2 separate regions of the Gossypium hirsutum genome follow, and region 1 is linked to region 2. The links are chromatin contacts, called in public Hi-C maps. All regions are on one chromosome and are shown on one strand. The core of a region is the stretch at or near the end of the contact, and the rest is flanking DNA. Distances in the headings are between cores, read along the strand shown.

The links. Hi-C and Micro-C count contacts between places; a contact is called where the count stands out from the background.
Region 1: a Hi-C map of leaf shows a contact between it and region 2, with 2.1 times the contacts expected there. The contact joins the promoter of LOC107950911 here to the promoter of LOC107932559 in region 2.

Annotation. Positions count from the first base shown.
Region 1 is chrD03:3,376,134-3,378,879 of Gossypium_hirsutum_v2.1, forward strand. It overlaps LOC107950911 (1-aminocyclopropane-1-carboxylate synthase CMA101), which reads left to right and starts at 1,473. Exons shown (of 4, transcript XM_016885822.2): 1 at 1,473-1,677; 2 at 1,785-1,916; 3 at 2,009-2,169. The coding sequence starts at 1,531.
Region 2 is chrD03:3,058,078-3,061,236 of Gossypium_hirsutum_v2.1, forward strand. LOC107932559 (heptahelical transmembrane protein 4) reads left to right here and starts at 1,377. Exons shown (of 4, transcript XM_016864602.2): 1 at 1,377-1,556; 2 at 2,851-3,094. The coding sequence starts at 2,874. It overlaps LOC107932541 (a long non-coding RNA gene), which reads left to right. Exons shown (of 2, transcript XR_001693427.2): 2 at 1-367.

The DNA.
Region 1 (2,746 bases), core at 223-2,722, 320 kb after region 2:
TGACTGTAGTCTTCGATTCGACTCATCCAGACAAGGGTTTCACATTCACATGTCTACAACAAAACCACGTGGCCTTCTTCAAGTCCTAACAATGGAAAAGGGGAAAACCCTAATTGAAAATAAAATGAAGGAATTTCAGAGAAATGCTAAGCATGACAGAAAAGGAAGATGAGACAAAGTTGAATTTGCCTTTGTATATATGCAACTTGTCATGTCGGTTTCATTTACAGCCAAACCTTTCTATATATATTTACTTTTGTTAGTTTCCAAAACATGTGAAATCTACATCATAGACTAGTCGAATATACGATTTCAACACTCAACACACTAAAAAGAGGGTTCATCTCAAATTAATACATAAATAAGACTATAAAGACAAAGGGTTTCCCCGTAATGAATGATCCTTCAATGTAGGTTATGAATAAGCTTTAATATATTCATCCACGTAATTGGGTAAAAATAATTATTTCTTTATCACAGTTAAGGATTGTTAGCATCTCCTAACAAGATCATTGAACACTTGTAGGTCTTCTTTTCCGTTTGAGATCATTTTAGCTATACGGTCAGTAGATCTGTTCATGAGTCAGGTTGGAACTTTGAGAGGGTTCGAGCAAAAATATTAATTCTGTTTAAAATATGGGTCAGACTCGGGCTTGAATATTCAGGGCTCGAGCCCGACCTGGCCCAATCCATTTTAAGTTTATAATATTTTTATACATTATGTAATTTAGAATACATTATAAAAAATAAACCTATACTAAATATATAATACTACTCTAATGTAAATATTAAAATAATTTTAGAATGACTATATAAAAATTTGTAATAAATAAAAAAATGTATAAAATTATTAAATATCAAAATAATATAATATAAATATTTTTTTAAAAAATTTGAAAAATAATATGGATGGGCCTAAAATGAGTTTGGAATAGTCTTTTGTAAATATGGACAGGTTTGAGGAAAATTTTAGCCCCGACCCGAACACGACCTGACCCGACCCACGAACACCTCTAATGGTCAACAACTTATTTATTATACATGTATTATCGAATATTGAATTGGATAAACATATATTATAATAGAATTTAAGGAATCTAAGCCTATCTCTTTTCTTTTCTTTTATTTTGCTTTATCATTGAGGAACAAAGATTTACCAAACTCCACCGTCCACGTGGTAGATAATACCTTGAATTTATGAGCTTATCATAAAAAAGGAACGAGGGACATTAAACAAAGTGGCCGACATGGATTTTATGGGGTAAGACATAAAAGGGAACATAAGGGCCACAGTTTCAAACATCAGAGTCCAAGTCAGCATGGACTTAATAGGTTGGTCAAGTATTTTATTTATGAATTTTTATTATTGAATAATAAATGTGTGTATATATACCCAATAGCAATAGCTGAATCCAATCGATCTCCATTAACAACAATCAAAGCTTTTTTTTTTCCCTTTTATCAAACAACAATCACAAGATTGCAATAAAAGTATCATATCATATTTGGTGGCATCAAATAAGATCAAAAATGGGGTTATTGTCAAGAAAAGCCACGTGCAACTCACATGGCCAAGATTCTTCTTACTTCTTAGGATGGCTTGAATATGAGAAAAACCCTTACCATCATCTCCATAACCCTAATGGTATCATTCAAATGGGTCTTGCAGAGAATCAGGTAACTCACAATAATTCAAAAAAAAAACCCAGAAAAAATGGGGATTCTTTATATATATATATATAGCTTATTAAAGATGCAGTTGTTATTATTATTATTATTTGCAGCTGTCGTTTGATCTTTTAGAGACATGGTTGGCTAAAAACCCAGAAGCTGTAGGGTGCAAGAGAGATGGGCAATCCATTTTTAGAGAGCTTGCTCTTTTCCAAGATTATCATGGCCTTCCTGCATTTAAAAAGGTATAAGCTTTATAAAGCTTATAAAAATAAAGACTTCCATTTTATTTTAATGATAGAAATGAAATAAAGATGATGATATTTGTTATGAACAGGCATTGGTTGATTTCATGGCTGAAATCAGAGGAAACAAAGTGAGTTTTGAGCCAAATAACATAGTCCTCACCGCCGGTGCAACTTCCGCCAATGAAACTCTCATGTTCTGTCTTGCTGAACATGGCGATGCTTTTCTTCTTCCTACGCCGTATTACCCAGGGTATATTTTGTTAAGGACAATATTATGATTTTGGTCCCCTTATGATCAAATTGGATTTAATCTTTTATATTTTAATTTCACATGATTTAATTATTTTAGATTTAGGATAACATTAATATTTAACTATTTTGGTTGAAATATTAATGTATATTTTTTTCTTAAAAACACCTTTTCCAGCACAAAAGATTTATGTCAACCTGATACAAGAGCGAAACTAAAAAACTTCTTAGAGGTGAAATTTAGTTGTAAATTTTTGGGAGATCAAACTGAAATTTTATCATGCATGAATTTACAATTTCATCATTTTTTAAGAAAATATATATAAATTTTTTCATTTTTAAGAGGCCAAAGTATAATTTTTGCCATATAGTAACTTTTGATTTTAAATTTTTTGAGAGGACTAAAAGGTAGATATACCATTTTGGGGGGTTAGGGTCATTACCTATCTTTAATTTCACCCTTAAAATGATGAGTTAAAAGCAGTGTTTTTAAGAAAAAAATCCATATACATATTTTACTCGAAATAGTTAACAATGGACTAATTAATGGGATTGTAAAAGTAGAGGATTAAGCTACT
Region 2 (3,159 bases), core at 127-2,626:
GGTGATGGACGTTGGCGGCGACGACGTGACCGTGGCGGCGTCAGAAGGTCAAGGGTCAGAAGGCTAGAGGCGGCGTCTAGGTGCGGCGCTAGGGTTTATTTTCTGAAACCCTAGCTTGATTTTTTTAGGGGGAAATTGGGCTGATTGGGTTTTAGTGTATTGGGCTCTGGGGGTGTTTAATTTTGGGTCTGCTGGTATGGGGTTTGATGAATTTGTTGGGTTGTATTTGTAAATGGGTTAATTGGGTTTAGTTTGTTGGGGCTGGGTAGGTTTGGGTGGGCAAAATTGGGTTGTACAGGAAGGATAGTTTAACATGTTTGTTTCCCTTTGTCAAATTTTTTTATTTAAATTTAGTTTTTAAGATTAATATTTTTAATTTTAGATTTTCGAAATATCAAGCCAATTTTTGAACTTCGTTAGACAAATCTATTCACTTGCTATAACCAAGCTTAATATTGTAACTTTGTTTAGACAATAGTAAATTTTGATTGTAAGCAAAGAATATTGGATGAGTGTTTGTAATATTTAGGGTTCATTATTGGGTTGCGATTATCCAATATTATAAGGGTGGATTGGGCTTTAGCCAATAGATAATCTGAATCAATATTTGAATTTTGTTAACAAGACTCGGTAGAGTAAGATTGTTCTTTGAATTTTGTTAACAAATATTGTGCATTGATTTATCTCTTAGCCTTAGTCTCTTTTTGAATTTGTTAGCTACACTCTCTTGTTCTAAGTTGTATTGTAACATTGGTTAGGACAACAAATTGAAATAACTAGTAAACTGGTTCCTTTTCAAATCTTCGATTATAAATAATATCAACTGGATCACAAATGAAGTGACAAAATACTTATATTTAACTCTTGAATTAACATCAATCTTAAGTTTAATCATCGAACAACTCCTATTTAAAACTATCAACAAACATAAATAAAATCATAAAATTTGAGATTTGTGAACAACCTTAAACTACCTAGCATTTAATACCCTAGGTTGTAAAATAATTCAAAATGTACAATCTAATTATAGATTCTGATCATATCTTATTTGCTCTTTTTGACACAATACCTAAAACAACCCATAACCCCTCCACAACTCATAAATTTAGAGGATAATGCACTTTAATGCACTTAAACTCACTCCCATATTGACAACAATACTCATACCAATCGAGTTAAGACTCAATCGACCAAAATGTACTAGATCATAATTTAGAAATCCAATCCACAAAAGCATTCTTCCAAAGCTATTGGGATATTATTAAGATCCCCAAAATAGTAAAAGGTGGTCCACCACAAAAACTTTAAAATTCCCAATTTTTTTTAACAATCCCACCAATTATTTTGACATTTTAATCCTTCATTCTCTATTCTAACACCTCCACCACTCCCCCCAACAAAACAAACCTTCGCTATTTTCGCATCGCCACAATGAACCAGATTTCTTTTTAAATCTCACTAAATGAAGTCTCATTCTTTAATTTTTCATTAACACAATTTCTTTAACATTTTCTTTCTTGGAACCTGACTTTTGCTCCCTGTTTCAGACATTATCGGTTAGGTTTTTCTCCTACTTTCTTTGTCTTTTTTTCTTTCTTTCTTTTTTTGTTGCATATAAATATTTAATTATTAGTATCATCCAAAAACTAACTTTGGGGTGTATATGAATGTGTGTATATATATATATTCTACTGTGTTAATAGAGTCCTTCGCCTGAGAGTTTTGTAATATAAAAAAGAAGGATCCCCATCTGGGTCTCCATTCTCTGCTGGTGATTCTTCAATTTCCTTCATTATTATTATTTTTCTTTTCCAGGTGCCACTTTCTCTCTACATTTCATATTGGGTCTTTTTTTTTGTTCTGTTTTGGTATAATTATAAATTTAGCTTTTAATATTTATATTTTTTTGTCAAATTGGCTTTATTCATTTTTTTAGTTAAATTTCACACTCAACTTAAAAAAAAAAAGTCTAATTTAGTCATCATCCTTTTAAAAAAAGAGTTGAATTGTTTTGTTCAAGGAAATATGTATTAAACCGTTAAATTTTTAAACATAACAGCCTACATGATAATTTACTTGTTTAATACTAATATTTCTTGAACTTTTAATACATTTTTTGATTTTTTTAAAATTTCTTTTAAAATTTTAACTTATTTATTAGTATTACATATAAGATAAATAGTATAATATTAAAATGAAGTTCGACTATAGGTAAGGGTGTAACTAGAAGGGGCAAGCAGTAGCCTTGCCCCTTTAACTAAGTGATATATTATTAATTTTAGTCATTTATATTTATAAAGCATTTATATTAGCTTTTTTTAAACAAATTTTTTTTTACCTTTGGCTCAATGGAGAAATTAGAAATTCTTTAGAGGGGGCCGAAATTAAATTGTAATTTTTACGATAGTAAAAATGTAATTTCAACATTTAAATAGGTTATATCTTTATAATTTTTAAATGATTAAATCAAATTCTTATATTTTTAGGAGAGGGCAAAGTGCAATTTAACATTTACTAATTTAAATGTTTAAAAATTTTAAAAGGTCTAAATAAATTTTTTTCCATTTTAAGGGGGTTGGGGGCCTAGCCAGCTCCCATAGTTTCGCCCCTACTTTTGCCCTCTAACACTAAATTCCTGGCTTTGCCTTTGTTGCCACACCATCACTAAAAAATTAATATTTAAGTAAGCATTTCTATTAAAAACGATTTGATTATTTTTGAAAGGTTAATGGTTAAATTTAACTTAAAAAGAATAATGGCCAAATTGAAAAAAATGTAAATGTTGAGGACTCAATTTGATATTATATCTTTTGTTTTTATTGTTGTTAAAACTTTTTTTTTTTTAAGCAGAGAGTGATGTGCAATGCGTGAAAATGTTAGTGAAGACAGGTGAAAAAACAATGGAGAATTCAAAGGGAGGAAAAGGGAAGAGATTGTGGAAGAAGGTGAAGTATCAACTGGTTGAATACCATTCATTACCTGGTTATTTGAGGGACAATGAGTATATTGTTGGGCATTATAGATCTGAATGGCCAATGAAACTGCTTTTGCTTAGCATCTTCTCCATCCACAATGAGACTCTCAATGTTTGGACGTAAGTTTTCATTTACCCCTTTTAGTTTTTTTGGACAGTTAAAAGATAAAAATATCATGGAGGCC